6 separate regions of the Mus musculus genome follow, and regions 1, 2, 3, 4 and 6 are each linked to region 5. A link is a contact called in public ChIA-PET and HiChIP or PLAC-seq data. All regions are on one chromosome and are shown on one strand. The core of a region is the stretch at or near the end of the contact, and the rest is flanking DNA. Distances in the headings are between cores, read along the strand shown. Region 1 overlaps Gm33510 (a long non-coding RNA gene). Region 2 holds the start of Map3k5 (mitogen-activated protein kinase kinase kinase 5). Region 3 overlaps Gm33510 (a long non-coding RNA gene). Region 4 has its middle 69 kb from the start of Gm33510. Region 5 holds the start of Mtfr2 (mitochondrial fission regulator 2). Region 6 has its middle 100 kb from the start of Gm33510.

The links. ChIA-PET counts read pairs in DNA pulled down with a chosen protein or histone mark. HiChIP or PLAC-seq counts read pairs in DNA pulled down with a chosen protein or histone mark.
Region 1: an H3K4me3 HiChIP or PLAC-seq map of bone marrow-derived macrophages shows a contact between it and region 5, with 4 times the contacts expected there. The contact joins the enhancer-like site here to the promoter of Mtfr2 in region 5. A contact is called at or near these places in 4 of 39 promoter capture datasets (the C10 cell line, cranial neural crest, hippocampal neurons and 1 more), 2 of 115 datasets of contacts at active chromatin or transcription factors (both in bone marrow-derived macrophages) and 2 of 9 other capture datasets (liver and pancreatic islet).
Region 2: an RNA polymerase II ChIA-PET map of memory CD8 T cells shows a contact between it and region 5, with 13 read pairs. The contact joins the promoter of Map3k5 here to the promoter of Mtfr2 in region 5. A contact is called at or near these places in 2 of 484 Hi-C or Micro-C datasets (the N1E-115 cell line and embryonic stem cells) and 2 of 115 datasets of contacts at active chromatin or transcription factors (memory CD8 T cells and pancreatic cancer cells).
Region 3: an H3K4me3 HiChIP or PLAC-seq map of bone marrow-derived macrophages shows a contact between it and region 5, with 7 times the contacts expected there. The contact joins the enhancer-like site here to the promoter of Mtfr2 in region 5. A contact is called at or near these places in 7 of 39 promoter capture datasets (the C10 cell line, cranial neural crest, hippocampal neurons and 2 more), 1 of 484 Hi-C or Micro-C datasets (bone marrow-derived macrophages), 4 of 115 datasets of contacts at active chromatin or transcription factors (bone marrow-derived macrophages, effector CD8 T cells, large pre-B cells and 1 more) and 3 of 9 other capture datasets (adipose tissue, liver and macrophages).
Region 4: an H3K4me3 HiChIP or PLAC-seq map of bone marrow-derived macrophages shows a contact between it and region 5, with 3 times the contacts expected there. The contact joins the enhancer-like site here to the promoter of Mtfr2 in region 5. A contact is called at or near these places in 2 of 39 promoter capture datasets (the C10 cell line and liver), 1 of 484 Hi-C or Micro-C datasets (bone marrow-derived macrophages), 2 of 115 datasets of contacts at active chromatin or transcription factors (bone marrow-derived macrophages and large pre-B cells) and 2 of 9 other capture datasets (adipose tissue and macrophages).
Region 6: an H3K4me3 HiChIP or PLAC-seq map of bone marrow-derived macrophages shows a contact between it and region 5, with 4 times the contacts expected there. The contact joins the enhancer-like site here to the promoter of Mtfr2 in region 5. A contact is called at or near these places in 13 of 39 promoter capture datasets (the C10 cell line, the HPC-7 cell line, cranial neural crest and 8 more), 3 of 115 datasets of contacts at active chromatin or transcription factors (astrocytes and bone marrow-derived macrophages) and 3 of 9 other capture datasets (adipose tissue, liver and pancreatic islet).

Annotation. Positions count from the first base shown.
Region 1 is chr10:20,817,352-20,820,051 of GRCm38.p6, forward strand. Gm33510 (a long non-coding RNA gene) reads right to left here. Exons shown (of 3, transcript XR_380150.1): 3 at 2,570-2,700. Among named protein-coding and RNA genes, the nearest start is that of Gm33510, 20 kb to the right of the region's middle. Within about 2 kb of position 1,375, at least 17 of the 459 cell types and tissues checked have an H3K27ac peak or open chromatin away from gene starts, as enhancers often do. A contact at or near this core is called in bone marrow-derived macrophages, where this site is marked.
Region 2 is chr10:19,933,108-19,936,114 of GRCm38.p6, forward strand. It overlaps Map3k5 (mitogen-activated protein kinase kinase kinase 5), which reads left to right and starts at 1,419. Exons shown (of 30, transcript NM_008580.4): 1 at 1,419-1,967. The coding sequence starts at 1,499.
Region 3 is chr10:20,833,532-20,836,467 of GRCm38.p6, forward strand. All of the region lies in intron 1 of Gm33510 (a long non-coding RNA gene), which reads right to left. Among named protein-coding and RNA genes, the nearest start is that of Gm33510, 3.8 kb to the right of the region's middle. Within about 2 kb of position 1,505, at least 60 of the 459 cell types and tissues checked have an H3K27ac peak or open chromatin away from gene starts, as enhancers often do. A contact at or near this core is called in adipose tissue, bone marrow-derived macrophages, macrophages and 2 more, where this site is marked.
Region 4 is chr10:20,768,482-20,771,181 of GRCm38.p6, forward strand. No RefSeq gene overlaps it. Among named protein-coding and RNA genes, the nearest start is that of Gm33510, 69 kb to the right of the region's middle. Within about 2 kb of position 1,255, at least 16 of the 459 cell types and tissues checked have an H3K27ac peak or open chromatin away from gene starts, as enhancers often do. A contact at or near this core is called in bone marrow-derived macrophages and macrophages, where this site is marked.
Region 5 is chr10:20,346,224-20,349,114 of GRCm38.p6, forward strand. It overlaps Mtfr2 (mitochondrial fission regulator 2), which reads left to right and starts at 1,596. Exons shown (of 7, transcript NM_027930.3): 1 at 1,596-1,700; 2 at 2,112-2,212. The coding sequence starts at 1,688.
Region 6 is chr10:20,735,852-20,738,564 of GRCm38.p6, forward strand. No RefSeq gene overlaps it. Among named protein-coding and RNA genes, the nearest start is that of Gm33510, 100 kb to the right of the region's middle. Within about 2 kb of position 1,455, at least 38 of the 459 cell types and tissues checked have an H3K27ac peak or open chromatin away from gene starts, as enhancers often do. A contact at or near this core is called in the HPC-7 cell line, bone marrow-derived macrophages and second pharyngeal arch cranial neural crest, where this site is marked.

The DNA.
Region 1 (2,700 bases), core at 125-2,624, 470 kb after region 5:
CATAAACTTTGAGACTAGGTCTTATGAAAGTTGGTATTAATTGTCAACTTGACAGTCTAGAATCCTCTAGAACACTGGCTTCTGGGCATGCTTATGCGTTAGTGACTTGATTGTGCATATAGTGGAAAGATCTGTCCACTGTGGGCGGCACAATTCCCTATGTGGGATCATGAACTGTGTAAGTAGAAAAAGAGACAGTGTGAACTCATCTCCCTCTGCTTTCTGACTGAGAGTTGTAATGTGACCAGCTGCCTCTTCAATCTCTCCTGCCTCTAGGATTTCCCCACCATGATGGTGCTAGTGTGTGAGCCAAAGCATACTTTTCTTTCAAGTTGATTTTGTCATGGTCTTTTTTCACAGCAACAGGGAGCTTACTAAGACAGGTCTCTAGTTCCAAAGTCCTTATTCTTCAGTATGTGTTTGTCTCATGGAATAAGCATTGTAGATAATAAGGTCACTGGTCTGAAAAGGGTGGTTTCTCATCTATCAGCGTTATAATTTCCTGGAACTTGTCAAAAATATAAATTCGCAGGCTCTGCTTCAGACAGTCTCACTGGGAGATTTGGAGGGTCGGGCTCACAACCTATGTTTTCACAAGTGATTCTGATTCATGCCCTAGTTTGAGATTTGCCAGAGTAGAAGACTAGATGTCTGTTAAAGACCTGAAACAATAGAAACAACAAATTAATGATTAAAGTGAAGAGAATGAGTCAGGCAGGAAGAGAATTTGTTGGGAGGAATAAAGAAAATGTTAGATTTCTTTAGAAGATTGTAACTGTGGTGGCTAACCACATATGGAAAATCAGAGCTTTTTAAAAAATAATTGGGTAAGGTTAGGGGGCTGAAAGACAAACTAAGAGAGATGATCAAGTCACTGTGTTGGCAAGTAGACGGGAGCATGGGTGTGCTTCATTCCTGAAGCCATGGAGCAATACTGGGTGTTCCCTAAATATTAGCATATGGTGACAAGGAAAGACACATACTCTCTTGTAAGGTGGAGCTCACGTGGCGAAGTCTAGAATATTCCGTGGCATTAATGAGGAGTGTGAGGAGGTTATCTGCACTGTTCATGAGACTACCTGAAGGGTTTGGAAAAGTTCTGTAGTGTTTATTGTTTATTCTTTACCAATTTTACATTTGTTAAGCATCGGTGTTAGGGAGCAGATTTAATACATAATACAAAATACTAAAGCAAGCACATGCCTCCTCTCCCATGCATTGTATCTAACACATGTGTCTTGGATTTTCAATAGATTCATGGTAAGAGAATTTTTCTTTGAAGTTATAAAGTTGAGCCATTTATAGTCCTAAGTCATATCCTACTTTCAACAAACCTTCATGCTTACGCCATCAGCTCTGTGGTTTCTGCCTTTCTATTCCTGTGTAAATGACATCATCAGCATATTGTGCTCAGGATCCTTATTATAGACCTGGAGGAGGTTAACGTTGCTCTTATTCTTCCTACTCCTTAGAAAGACGTCACTAAGAACACTGTTTCTATTCTTAAGCATTATAAGATTTATGGTGAAAATGTGTATATGGAATTAGATCCTGTCAATCCCTGAGAAGAAACGAAAGCAGGGCCATCCCCTCAGGTGAGTGAATGAGCGACTAGAGCAAACCCACCAGCTGTCACAGATCCAGGCAAAACTTTTCAAAATCTAAGCTGGCTGCTGTGGACTGTAAAGATCTTTTTCAAAGTGAGAAGCACTTCTTGTCATCCTCCCCCAAAGACTATGGAGGCAAGCTGCCACAGCTCACCCTGAACCAGCCAGGGTGTGTGAAGACCAAGATCAACCCTGGAATTAAAAAGCAAATAAATAAAATGCTTTATAGGGTCAAGCTCAGAAGGATGTACTGTTCTCTGGAGAAAAATGAGGTTACAGGCTGGTATTTCAAATGAGCCACAAATTCTGTATCTGTCCCAAATGGGGGATAATATTTTATTGAATAATAAATTTAAAATGAATCCACTTCTTTCTACTTATGACTTAGGAAGTACTCACGATGTCGCCTCTGTAGCCAGAGTGTAATTCTCCCACTGACGAATGAAAGAAGCCAGTGTGTCTGTGGGTAAGAGCATCCAAGTAGGAAGATGAAGATGAAGCGAAATAAAGTTTCATGAGAGTTAATTTTTGAATAAAAACCAAACCAATGTCCTCCAGGGTTTCAAATATGTGGATGCTGTTGGTGTTGCAGACCTGGTGAACAGAGATGCACAGGGCAGCACTGAGTACCCCTCTATCTTTACTCACAGGAGGAAACTATGAATACATTTATAATGGTCAGTTTAGGATTTTATTGCTTTTGGCAAAAGTCCACTTGAAAGCAAACAAAATAAAGAGCCAACGTTATACAATTATACAAATAAGGATTCAAAGGGAGTAAAGTTGAATTCTTCCTCAACAGGCAATATTTTCGATCTATTTCAAAATAAGAATTTGTAATGGAAACAAGTAAGAAAGGTATTTAGCTTAGACATGGAAGGTGAATATTATTTTTGAGTTAGGACACATTTGTCAGTAAGATATTCTATTAAAGCAGCAAGTTTCTTTCTTCCATGAATATTTTTATTTTATTTCAAATGTACACAGAGACAAAAATTCGAGATAGCCAGGCAGAAGTCCAAGGAATTTTTAACCTGAATGTGGGAGTGTACACATTGAGTTGTTTTGATTCAGGGGAGAAGCAGGTTTCTAG
Region 2 (3,007 bases), core at 169-2,668, 410 kb before region 5:
CTCTTACATTTTGGCTTACTAACCTCAAGTTAGGAAATCCAAATCCTTTACGTATTGCAGCTTGCCTTGGCTTTCCTGACATGACCTACAGCATTCTGGGAGAGTTCTCTGGGAATTTACACATCTGGTTTTGCTTCCCAAAATAAGCGGGAGCTTTTTGATCACACTAAAGCAATCAAGCCTTTTCATTTGTGTATGGTTCAGTTTTAAAAAATGAAATAAGTTAACTTCTCTCTTTCAACTCTGAATGATAATTTTCCCATGCATTTTCTATCTTAGGTATCTGGCATTTTGAGGAAGGGGTGACTTTAAGATGATATATGAGAGTATTAAGTCATTCGGCAATGGAGCCAATCAATTACTCATTAACGATAACAGCGTAAGCAACTGGAAATTTTACAATGAAAAGTACCAGCGGCTGCCACGATAAATTTAGCCGACCACTTCTAAATTTAGCGCCCCTGTCACTTATAAACCACTTTCCATTTGAGGCCTGGGCTGTAGGGCGCTTGTTGGATCCTCCCGCCTCTCGGCACGCGTGTTGCCACGGTGCATCCAGCGCCACGCGCTGCCCACGAGCGGACCAGAACGAGCGAGGCGCGGTGGCTGCGCCCAGCGCTGCAAACGCCTGGCGGGCTGACCGGGACAGTGCGGGTTAGAGACTCTTCTTTTGCGCCGTCCCGCAGCGAGGCGCGCACAGGGTTTCAGCCCTCTTTCCCAGTTCTCTGAGGTCCCGGAGCAGTGGGTTCGGTCCAGGCTGCAGCTTCCCAGCAGCGCCCTCCTCAGGGGCGGGCCCTGGCTCTCTGTGCTGCAACGAGTGGGCGGCCACAGGCGGGTAGCCGAGAGGACGGGCGGCTGCGAGACGGTCGCTGGGACTCGGAGGGCGCGGCGAACCGGTGAAAGAGGAAGGGAAGGAAGGAAGGAGGAGGTGGTGGTGGAGGAGACGGAGTCGGTGCAAGGGAGCTGTTGCGGAGCAGAGAGGCGGATCCTTTCGGGAGCGGCCACGGAGGTTCCGGGACGCGGCTCGGGGTAGCCCGCCCACCGCGCGTAAGGTGTTCTCCAGGTAGCGCCGGCACCCAGAGGGCGCCCTCGCCCGGCCCGCGCTCGGCAGGCGACAGCTCGCGGCTCCCCGAGCGCGGCGCCCTTGAGCCGGGCTGCGCAGGTTGGCCGCCGACTCGTCCGCCCGCCAAGAGGAGGAAGCTCTGTCCCTTCCCGCTCGCCGCGGCCGGCGTCCCCACCCCGTGGACTCTCCACCCTGCAGCGGGCGAGCGGCGTGGCCACGGAGGCGCCGAGGAGGGGCGAGCCGCCGCCGGGCAGCGGCGTGGCCCCGGGGGACAGGGCGCCCGAGCGGAGGCGGCGGCGGGGCGGTGAAGGCGCGGCGCGCGATGGCAGCTGCCTAGCCCGGCGCGCGCGGAGCAGCCCGGAGCTGTGGCTAGCCAGACGGTGCGTCTGGGCTGGGGACTCCGGGGTCGCCGCCGTGGCAGCCCGGCAGGCAGAGATGGGCACCGAAGCCGGCGAGGGCATCACTTTCTCCGTGCCGCCCTTTGCGTCCGTGGGCTTTTGCACCATCCCGGAGGGCGGCAGCTGCCGGAGGGGAGGAGGAGCGGCGACGGCGGCGGAGGGAGAGCCGAGCCTGCAGCCCTTGCTTGTGCCGCCGCCGCCGCCACCGCCGGGCAGTTTCTGGAACGTGGAGAGCGCGGCGGCTCCCGGCACCAGCTGCCCTACCACCGCCCCCGGGAGCAGCGCCACCCGAGGCCGGGGCAACTCTGGCAGCGGGGGCGGCCGGCGTACCACCGTGGCTTATGTGATCAATGAGGCGAGCCAGGGGCAGCTGGTGGTGGCGGAGAGCGAGGCCCTGCAGAGCCTGCGGGAGGCGTGCGAGGCGGTGGGCGCCACCCTGGAGACCCTGCATTTCGGGAAGCTGGACTTCGGGGAAACCGCCGTGCTGGACCGTTTTTACAACGCAGGTGAGTGGCAGCTCGGCTCGTTGCTTTGCCCAGCCGGTTTCTCCTGGCTGTCTTGGTTGGGGGGGGGGGGGGATTTTTGTTTTGTTTTGTTTTTCGTGGGCGGGAAGCAAGCTTCCTATTTACATCACGCCTCACCTTGAGAGCGGCAAGAGTGGTTGCAGGACTATTCAGGCCGGCCGCTCCTAGTTGAGGGTGTGCTGGTGCAAGTGACTGTATTTGTGCGGGAGATCCTCCGCTGATTTATTCATTATCCGGCAGCGAAGACCCTGGGTCCAAGTACAAGGCTCGGAAAAACACTTCCTCCCACCATTGCGAATAATTGCTTCAATCACTTCTCTTCAGTTAGGAGGTGGGTAGGTTTTGCTTTTGCAAACACACACCTGTGGCCCACTGAAGTGATGTTCTGTTCTCTGTGCAGTCTTGGGAGTACAGAAATGCCCTTATGCTAAGCAGCCAGCTGTGTGCAGAGTTTCGTTTGAGTTTTCAAAGCGCGGCCTGACCTTCCCCAACTCATTTCACCTTCGAGTTTTGGTGGCTTCAATTTCCCATTCTCTTACTACTTTGAACGGTCAAATAACTATATGTTGGAGTAAAAGCACCGTGAAACACACCAAATGTGTGTGATCTTTGTTAGAATCTTGCCCAAAGAACCAGTTTTTTTTGTTTTGTTTTTTGTTTGTTTGTTTGTTTTTTTAAAAAATTACCTCAGATACTGTGGTGAGTGGAAGAGTTTATAATTTGGCATGGTTTAAAGAGTTCCCATGCAATTTTAATGACAGATTCGGTTGACTATTAAAGTGATTGTTAATGTAATCCACCGGAATGTCTCCCTTTTAGTCCATTTCAGATTTCAAAAACTGTTAAGAGAGTTCTGATGACTAAAGCAATTAGCCAGCCGTCTGTCAGCAAATGTTAGGAATGGTTGTGTGCTACTGAAATCCAATGGGATCAAGTAAATAGACATGCTAATTTTTATAATCGTGGTGGTGGGAAGCCTGGTTTTTGTCTTCAAACACAGTGAGCTTCTCCCATTTGTGATC
Region 3 (2,936 bases), core at 255-2,754, 490 kb after region 5:
GTATGGCTGTGTGTGTGTGATTGTGTGGATGTCTGTGTGTGTGTGATTGTGTGGATGTCTGTGTGTGTGTGACTGTGTATATGTCTCTGTGTGTGGCTGTGTGTACATCTGTGTATGTGAGACTGTGTGTATGTCTGTGTGTGTGTGTGATTGTGTGTATGCCTCTATGTGTATCTGTGTGTGTGTGTGTGTGTGACTGTGTGTATGTCTGTATGTGTGTCTCTGTGTGTGACTGTATATATCTGTGTGTGTGTGTGATTGGGTGTATGTCTGTGTGGGTGTCTGTGTGTATCTGTGCATGTGTATATGTGTGTTGCATATGACTATAGTGTGCATGTGTATGTGTGTTTGTCTGTGTGTATGTCTGTAAAACCATAACAGTTAAAGACAAAGAGGCCATGAATTCCAGATGCATCAAAAAGGAGTGTTTGAAGATAAGAAAGAGAGGGGCATAAATGATGTAGTTGTATTTTAATTTAAAATAATTTCCTTTGTGTGATTAGAATTATTTTTTTATAATTTTCGTTCAAAAATAACATTGAATTTGTTCCTGGACTATATCTATCTATATCTATGTCTATATCTATACCTATATCTATATGCCTATACCTAAATATATATATATTGTATATTATATATGTGTGTAATATATGTAGCATATGTGAATATAATAGATTATATATGTATTATATTGTATATTACTATAACATTATGATTAATTTCCCCCCTTGTCCCCTGTCAACCCCCACACCTCCCTAGCAGCTATTTGTTCTACATTCTTGTCTCTTTGTTTGTTCTGTGACCCACTGAGTTTAATCAGTGCTATTTGTGTGTCTTCAATGGAATAATGTTAAATCATAAAGGATAAAATTCTATAATAGGCAATAAGTAATATATTAGATATAATATATAAAAATATACAAGTAAATATGTGCATAATATACATACATGATAATATTAATATTTTTATAAAATATAATAATTTATGTTAGTAGGTAAAATTATAACATAGTGGAGCAGTACAGCACCACATTAAGTGAAGTAAGTAAGGCACAGGAGACAAACACTGCCTGCTCACTAAAGGTGGAACTGATAACTCGGAAGTAAAACAGATGTCACTGGAAGAGTAGGAGGGAATGCTTAGTCCACAGTGTTAACCAAAATACAGCTGACAGGAAGTAAGTGGAATGTTCTACAGCAAAGCAGACTGAACATAGCCTCAGTAAAAAAAAAAAAAAAAAAAAAAAGACTGCACATCCCCAAATCACCAGAGGAGAAAAGTGTTTGGTCCCTAACACACAGGAGCCATGTCTGCAGAGATGGAAGTGCTCGCTGACCTGACCTGGTCAATACACATTGTATACACGTACTGAGTTATAGTAATGCATCCAGAAATAGTTACACAGTTTAAAATGGGAAGTTCTATCAGGAGGGAGTGGGGCTGAGTGACAACTGGGACAAGAAAGCTGTGAAGACCACATAGTGTATTGGCTGCTACGTACTCAGCGGTGGGTTCCAGAATGCGTATGTGAACATTTACAATCTATTTTTAAAAGTCCATCCAGTTGGACATGGTGGTGCACACCTTTAATCCCAGCACTTGGGAGGTAGAGGTAGACAAATCTCTGAGCTCAAGATTAGCCTGGTCTACAGAGTTCCAGGACAAGGAGATGTCCAGGTATCTCTTTGACATGACGATTCCGTTTTCTTTAGAAACTCAGTAGTGTGGTTGCTGTGTATATGGTTCTTTCGTTTTCACTTTCTGAGGAACTCCGTACAGATTTTCATGGTGGCTATATCCACGTGCACTGCCACCAACAGCCTGTGAGTCATCCACCTTCTGCATCCTCTCCGATACTGTCTTGTCCTTTTGACAGAAGCCACTCTCAGTGGGGGAAGTGAAACTCCAGTGTGGTTTTGATTTGTATTTTCCTAATGATCCTGAGCTTTCCTAGTGATGCTGAGCTCTTTCTTATGTATTCACTGGCCACTTGTATTTCCTCTTTTAAGAACTGTGTGTGCAAAGTATTTGCCCTTTGTTTAAAATCATACTTCTTGCTGTTGTTGGGATTCATATATATTCCAGACACTAACTCTTATCAAATAAGCAGTGTGTCCATTTTTCTTTCTGTTACCACTGCACAGTGGTGCAGAGGCTTCGTGGTTTTACAGAGCTCCATTTGTTTACTTCACCTTTATTCTCCATGTTTTAGGGCCTTAAAAAAATCTTTGCCCAACATCCTGAAGGTGTCCCTTTCTCTTTTCTTCAGTAGTTCCTTTGTCTTGGGTCTTATAGTTCCTTAATCTATTTTGAGATGGGTTTTGTATCACATGAGATGGAGGGGGCTAATTTCATTCATACACACACACACACATATATATGCATATACAATATAAACATACATATATGTACATACATATATATACGCACACATACACACACACACACACACACACACACACACACACACACATATATCCATACACACACACAGATACAGATACACATATACATACCAACATCTCACAGTGCTGTTTTTGGGAGACTTTGTCCTCTCTCTAGCATTCTTATTGCTTTTGTTAAAAATCAGTTGGCTCTGCATACAGGGATTTGTGTCTAAATATTTATTCTGTTCTGAAGTTGGTCAATGGGTCCGTTTTGTGACAATGCCATGCTGTTTGATTACTATACTTCCATAGTGTGTTTCAATATTATATTGTAATAGTCTCGGTTTTATTGTTTTTGTTCAAGAATACACCAGGTATTCAAGGTCTTTCTTGGATCTCTCTGAGTTTCGTGACTCATTTTGGCTATATAGGGAGTGTTGTTAGTAGTTTGAGGTAAATTATACTAGATCTACTGACCATTCTAGGTAGTGTGTATATTTTATCATTATTAATTCTATCAAGCCACAAACATGGAACATCTTTCCATT
Region 4 (2,700 bases), core at 5-2,504, 420 kb after region 5:
ATGACGCGATAGGCTAGACTTAGCATGAGTAAACCATGACAGTGCTCAGCCACAGTGCCCAACAACACTCAAGCTGACCCTAGAGAGGAGAATAACCCTGATTAATAAGTCACATTGCTCTCTCTCAACAGGATTGATTTGTATATATTACCACATCTTCTTTTTCTTTTCTTGTGTGTGTTTACACAGGTACATATGTGTATGCACATGTCAAGTTCCAAGGTCAACCTTAAGTTTTATTCTTCAGAAGCCATACATGTTGCTTCAGAGGCAGGGTCTGGCCCTGGAGCACACCAGCTAGACAAAGCTGGCCAGTCAGCAGCCCTAGGTATTCTCCTGTCTCTGCCTTCCCAGTGCTAGGATTACAAGCAAATGACTCTCTGTTATCTGAGAGATAACACCATAATTTAAATTTAAATTAGTTTGCTCTAAATGATTAGTAACCCATGCCCTATGCCTGCATGGCAAAGAATGTAACAACTGGGCTGTCTCCTGCCTTCTCTTGATTTTTTTTCTTCATGGCATTCACCATTCTCAATTAGATCATTATTCAGATAATCATCCACGTAACAAGACACTTTAAATTTTATTAGGGAGGGGCTACATCCATCTTCTCACAACTGTATGCCAGGGATCTACAGAGGCAGGCAATTAATGATTATTTGTTAGATTAATGAGCAAATGAAAGAGAAACGTGTGCAGATTTCCAGCTCAGCGGGGCTATAACAAAGGCTCTACCTCCGAGGCAGGTCATGTTGTAGGAGTGGCTTTCAAAAGAAAACAAAAGAAGTCCCCAGGAAGGATAAAAACAGACAAACAACCAAACACCAAACAAACAACAACAACACACACACACACACAAAAAAAAAACAAGAAAACACCTGGGGCTCTTTGGGAGATGGATGGCCCAGCCAATTTCCTAATGAAAATTCTCAACTTAGTAAATTCAAAACAGAAATGTCAAATAGTTTTCACAGGCAAATAACTACGTGATTTAAAGTAGTATCTGGCCAGGAGGCATCAGTGAAAAAGTATCTGCTAGGTGCTATCAGGACTAGCTACAGGTATACAAATATTCTAGACAAACACACAAATGGAGAATTTTTAAAACCTCAATTTAAGAAGGAGGAACAAAACGAGAAGTGAGAACGTGTGTGCTATGAAGTCATAAAATTGTGACTCACTAGAGCGATAACACCATAATTTAAATTTAAATTAGTTTGCTCTAAATGATTAGTAAACTTGTGGTCTATATCACTGAGGGAGTTTTCTGAATGAACAGAATCTAATCATGCCAGCTTCTCTGTGTGGCTGGCTGGCCTGAACATCAGCGCAGCCCTGCGGTCATAAAAAGATGGACTGGTGGCTGTTTTGTGGCTTTCATAACACTTTGTTATACATTTTATTTTCATTTTTAAATTTTCTATTGTGTTTGCTTTGATCTTAAGAAATGTTTCTGTTTTATTTTTCTCTGTTGCTGTTAGCATAAAGCACCACCATTTCTATTTGTTGCCTCAGGAGTGACTTAATTCACTGGTTGAATAAGAATGGCAGACATTAAGCACACATTATGAGCACTATTAGAGGTTCTGAGTGTTGACAGCACGCACAGCCCCTTGGAGACCAGTGAACACGGATTATAGCCTAGGGAAATAACACATGAGAATGAATTCTAGCCTGCTTCCTGGTGTCACACAGAAAACCAACCAAGAAGGAATTTACTAGACATAAGCTGCCCAACTGGTGGGGACTGGTGTTAGCTAGTTCCTCAGCACTATTCAGAGGTGATTTCCTCCCCCCCCCTTCCCCTCCTCCTACCCTTTTCCTCTGTCTCCTCCTCCCCTTCACCCTCCTCCTCTTTCTCCTCCTCTCCCTCCTCCTCTTCCCCCCTCCCCTTCCTCTTCCTCCTCCTCTTCCTCCTTGTTAAAGTTTAATTTATTCCAATGGATCAGTGGTTCTCAACCTTCCTAATTAATTAATTGAAGGCTGTGAGCCTTCAATACAGTTCCTCATGTTGTGGTGACCCCCCCAACCACAAAATGATTTTCATTGCTGCTTCATAACTGTGATCTTGCTACTGTTATGAATCATTATGTAAATATCTGTGTTTTCTGATGGTCTTAGGTGACCACTAGGAAAATGTCACCTGACACCAAGGGTCGAAGCTCACAGGTTGGTAACTATTGCATTAGACAAAGAACTTTAAGCAGCCAAAGTGCTTGCTTGAAACCAAAGGGAATGAGAGGTCAAAGGAAGAAGGAAGTTACAAATATTAGCAGAAATCATGTGACCAAGTACAGAAATAAGCACTAACTTATTTGAGCATTTCTTTGCTTTTATATGTGTATAGGCATTTAACTAACCATCTTTGGTTTGTTACTAAGCACGATAACATAATAATTTAGATAATGTTCCAATTTTAAGTTATGGTTTGTCAAAGGAAGAGTGTGATTCAGATAGAGAAAAAGAAATATTAATTAAATTTGAATAATTTTTTAACTTTGGGAAAAGTTTCAATACAGTTTTTAGTTATAATCTGATATTTGTACCATATAAATAATTTTACTATTGCTTTTTAAAGCAGTTTATTTCTGTCTTATGTGCATTGGTATTTTGCCTATATGTGTGTCTGTAAGAGAGTGCTGGATCCCCTGGATCCCCTGGAGAGTTGTGAGCCCTCATGTGGGTGCTGGGAAATGA
Region 5 (2,891 bases), core at 346-2,845:
GTTTAAATGAAATTATGCCACTTGGAGCGATAATGCTCTGCATTAGAGCCATAGTGGGGGAAAAAAAAATCCAGTACTGGATATGAGAAACTTAAGTTGTTGGTCATTTGAATCTAAGAGACTCCAAAAACAGTTTATGCTATTGCTGGCACCCGCGGTGGCTTCTCAGAAGACATCACACACACACTTAGGACAGACTTGGAGGAACTGTGTTGATCTGATCCTTAAATGAGGGAAAGGCAGCATTTCAAAGCCAACTTTCTTTAATTTCCGATCATGTCCCAAAACATTAATAACAAACCAAAACAACCAAAAACCAAAAAACACATTTCTCCAGAGAGTTTATACAGTCTTGGTTGTTTCTTTTCAGAAATGCTGTATTATTTTTTATTTTTTATTTTTGGTTTTTTTGAGACAGGGTTTCTCTGTGTGGCCCTGGCTGTCCTGGAACTCACTCTGTTAACCAGGCTGGCCTCGAACCCAGAAATCCACCTGCCTCTGCCTCCCAAGTACTGGGATTAAAGGCGTGCACCACCATGCCCAGCCTTATTATTTTTTAAGAATATACATATATTCATATATATATGTTATATATATACATATATTTATATATATGTAATTTGTTTTTGTTTTTTGTTTTGTTTGGTTTTTTGAGACAGGGTTTCTCTGTATAGCCCTGGCTGTCCTGGAACTCACTTTGTAGACTAGGCTGGCCTCGAACTCAGAAATCCGCCTGTCTCTGCCTCCGAGTGCTGGGATTAAAGGCATGCGCCAACCACTCCCAGCAATTGTTAAGATTATTAAAACATTCCTAAGAAAGGAAAAGAAAATGTAAGAATTTCAAAACTTAATGCTCATGTCCTCATGACATGCCAAATCTTTAGTTATTTAACTGAGGTTTTGTAATTAAATACATTACTACAATTAAATATCAATTTGTGAATTGGGTTGTGGTGAGTATAGCTATGACCAGTGTATATAACTCTGCTTTCCATAATCTCTTACTGTCAATACAAAACAAGGGTTTTTTGGTTTTGTTTTGGTTTTGATTAATTAAAGCTTTTTTGCTTTTCATTAGCTTTCAAAAGTTTGAAAGGTAAAGGTGTAAAAAAGCCTTAGGGTCAGCGAGATGGCTCAAGCAGCCTGCTACCAAACCTGAGGTCTCAAGTTCTATCCGTGGATCCTACACAAATTGTCCTTTGGCTTTGAAACAGGTACTTTGGCATGTGCATGTGTAGCGTGCACACACTAAGACATGTAAACAACTAGACTGGACAGTGTGGCTCAACATGAGTAATCCCAGCATTTAGCATAACGGCTAGATATTTTCGCAGAATGACTAAACAATTACAAGTGGGCGGATTCTTTGTTGAATGTTGGGAAGGCTTGACACCTTACTGGCAAAGGACTGAGTGAAGCACAAGTTGCAAAGGCAGAAGACACAATTCCGAATGCTGGGGGCACGGTGCGCATGCGCCTTTCGAATGCGCCTATTGGCTCTTACCCTTCCAATCACCGGCGGCGTCCTCCGGCGGCGTCCAATAGGGATAGACTCCGAACTCCGGCCCGCGAAGCTTGATATTCCAGGCTGGGGTCGAGTCGGAAGCGGCGAGCGATTCCGGGAAGAAGCTACTCTGCGGCTGTAGGTCGCGTCCGGAGAGTTTCCCCGGCCGCCTGGCGCCGTGCAATGCCGCGGGATGGTGAGTGGCACGGGCTCCGTTAGGCCTCGGCTTCCGGTCGGTGGCCGGTGACGGACGGACGGACGGAAGCGCGGGCGGGTGGCGTTCCTCGCGGGGTGAAGAGAGCGGCTGGGCGGTTCTCTCCAGGGGCAGCAGAGCTCCAGGGATGGTGATCTTGGCTGTCGCACATTTGCTTGTCAATCCCTTTACACACACACACACACACACACACACACACACACACACACACACGGTAAGATAGCAATGGAATTTAGTAAAGTGCTCTTTCTTTCCTTTTAAGTCTCTCTTCAAAATAATAGCTCTCCAGGAGCAATCACTTGATGGTGTCATGAAAGGTCTCTGTGGTTTCCTTAGTGCGGTCTATGTAGCAGTTACCTGTCAAGAGTAATAATTGATAACTTCTCTTCTAAGGTACCAACGAACAGCGTTTTCTTGAACTTCCTTCACCAATGTCTTTCATTCTAAATATATTAAGAAACGTGCTGGAATATTTTGGTGTTCCCGTAGACCAGGTAAAAGTCTTTTATTAATTTTGCTAACTTTATTTTTGGGTCTCGTTATTGTCGTTGCTTTGAGACAGGATATGGTGCAGCTTAGGCTAAAAGTCTGGATTTTGCTGCTATTCTTGGGTCGTTTTTGTTCTTTGAGCCAGGCAGGGCACTATGCAGTTCAGGCGTTCCTTGAGCTCCTGATCCCCCCCCCCTACCAATGGGAGGAAGTTAGGACAGAAACTCAAAACAAAGCAGGAACCTGGAGGCAGGAGCTGATGGAGGAATGCTGATAACTGACTTGTTCCACCAGCTTTCTTATAAAAATTAGGGCCACCTGCTCAGGGGTGTTACCACCCACCACCACCTACCAATGGCTGATTACAGATGGACAGTGTGCCATTTTGAACATGTTCTCTGCCCTGATTAGTTTTTATTGTCAACTCGGTATTAGAGTCTTATGGGGAGAGGAACCTCAAGAAATAGCTTAGATTACGTTGGCTTGTGGCCCTGTCTCTAAGTGAGTGTCCTTACTGTTCATAGTTGTGGTAGGGCCCAGCCCTGTGGAGGATACCATTCTTGGGATAATGAGTTCTGAGCTGTATAAGAAAGCTAGTTGAGCCTGAGCCAGGGTTTCTGCTTCTATTCCTGCCTGACTTCCCTCAATGATGATGAATCGTGACTGGCTAGTTTCATTTCAACT
Region 6 (2,713 bases), core at 205-2,704, 390 kb after region 5:
AGGTTGGTGTTTATTGGCTTTCTTCTCACTTGGAATTGAGGGATAATCAGGACCACTGAGTTTGGAAGAATGGTGTCCTCTTGGCTACTTGCTCAGTCCTGCTCTAGATTAGTATAGACATGTAAACATGAAGGATGAGTGCACACTCTTAAGCATGTTTTGATGGTCTGTCAAGGGAGGAGGATGCTGTCAGAGACTTTAGGCTTCCAAGTTATTTCTTATTGCAGGAGAGAGGCAGTCAGCTAAACCCACACAGCTTCTGGGGGTATTTCTACCTTGGTTCTTTCTCTGCTCTGTTCCCAAGGCCAGCACAGAGAACGGAGGAGTGAGATGCCTTGCTCCTTTCCTTCCCAGCAGGCTGCGCAGTTCCTGCTGGTGAGGTGGCTCTTCTCAAAAGCTTATCACAAAGTGAGCACACAGTCTACAACTGTTACCCTCTGGGTTCTAGGTCACCGGTCACTCAGATAATGGGGGTAGGAAAGGCCTCCCAAAAGAAACAGTTCTTAGTCTGTGCCTGGGGACCAAACAAAGTAGAAAGAAAATTAGTTCCAGACCTTTAGAGGGCCACCAGTTCAGAAGGCAATGTGCCAAGTTTCTAATTGTCGGGGTCCTGTCGACCTTTAAGGGTGCCCACAAGGAAGACATTGTTCTAAATCAGACCTAGCACCAGAAAAGAGAGTACAGGGCAGAGCGGTGCCTGTGGGCAGACTTTCTCCACTGTCTAAATTGCTGTTTCTTCCTTGGTTTGGGATCCTCTCAGTCCTGTCAAGCAGAAGTCGTCACCTCTTATGAAATGCGTAATTCCCAGCGACATTGCACTATATTTTCCCTACCAGTGGGAATCATTGCAGGAGCACTATTTAAGAGAGGACTAGGAAGATGGCTCAGCAGATAAGGTGGCTTGTTTTCTAAGCACAGGGACCTGAGTTTGATCCCTAGAATCAAGTTTTTAAAAAAAGAAAAAGAAACACCAGCGCCCCCCCCCCACCCAGTGTATTGGCCCACTTGCCTTTAATCCTAGTGCTTGAGAAGGAGGGGTGGGGGTGGGGAGTGGGGTGAAGTTAGGTGGGTCCCTGGTGCTCTCTGTCCCTAAGTAAGTTACTTGGTGAGGTTCAGGCCATTGAGAGATGGAGTCTCAAAAAAAGTGGATGGCACCGTGCATGCATACACACCGAGGGATACGAGCATTCACAAATCTAGGGAGAGACAGGGAGAGAGTTTAAACATTCAACGATCTGTTCTTAACTTCATTTTCTTTCAAGAAGCATGGATTCTGCAATCACAGGGGGAAAAAAAAGGAGAGTATAGAAGGAACGACTTAACTTTGCCATGTCACATAAAACCATTATTATGAGTCTAAGAATATTAAATATAATGCTTGTGGTTTGTTGAGTGCTGAGGGCAGTGATACAGCTGAATTGAGGATTTCCTGTGCTGTCTGGGACTGAGAATAAGGGCTCGTATTGTAGCCTTCTTTCCCTCATTTTCCCCTCCCCCAAAGCCCAACATGTCACTCAAACAAAATTAGTGTAATTAGGAAGTGACTAAAGGCAGTGAGGCCTTCCTGTCAGTTTTTTTCTAATGAGACTTAAGTGCCACCACAAAGCAAGCAGGTTTATCTGGTCACTGGAATTAATTGAGTGTTTTCGTTGCGGCTCTAAGGAACTTAAGTAATTGGAGACTCAGAGGGTTCTTCCGAGCAGGAGCATGGGCTTTACTTAAGAACCATCCATGTTTCCTCCCAAGCCTGGAGAAGAGGTGATTCCCAAAAATGCCTTTTGTTCCTCTCCTGACACGTGATCGTGATCTAGCCGTATTTCTCAACACAAAGCACCTGTCTCCTCCTTCAGTGCGCAGGAGTTGGCCATTGGTGCTCCTCAGCAGGGCAGCCTGCTGGGCCCTAGGAGGCTTCCCTCCCCTAAGTGCAGGACAGCCTCAAATGAGCAGGTCGCTAGGGAAAGGTCAGAGGCATCAACCAACCACAGTGTCAAACCCAGTCAGTCCCACAGTGACAGGCACACCAAACAACCTAGCTTCTGTGTTTGAATTCAATTTAAAAGCATTTTTAAAATTGTTTTTAAAAAAAAAAACAGTAAAGCATGTTTTCAAGTTGTTCTCCCCTCTTGGATTCAGTTTACATAAAGTACCTGTGCAGCTCTTTGGAAAATGGCTGTTATTATTATTTTTTTAAAACGTTACTCAGACAGTGTTCTTTTCTCAAGTCATCAACATTAAGCTTCTTTTCAAAACTTAAAATTCTCTCTCTCTTCTCTCTCCCTCTCTCATCCCCTCTCTGTTTTTCTCTCTTACTCTTAATAGATTTACTTCCTTGAAATATGGAGACATGGAAACAGTGGGGTGTATCTTCCAAACCTTGTGTGGCTAGCACTAATGCTAAAATAGTGTGTAAGGCAAGCTAGCCAGTTCACGAATATTTCCAATCTGTGGTGCCCACTGGCTCTTTCTCATTCATAAGAAATGGCCTTGAGGTCTTTGGAGGACAAATCAACAAGTAGGATTTGCACTCTTGCTTTTTGCAGGTCTTGAACTAAGTGTTCAGTCTAAGCTCCTTGTACCTATGACGGATTGCCCTGGCCAATGTAAGAAGAGGGAACTGGAGGCTGGGGGGTAAGAGGCTGTGAAGCTCTCACACATCACCCCAAACCCAAGCATGGATGGACACAAAGCTTGGACATCAGTCTCTGGCGGTGGC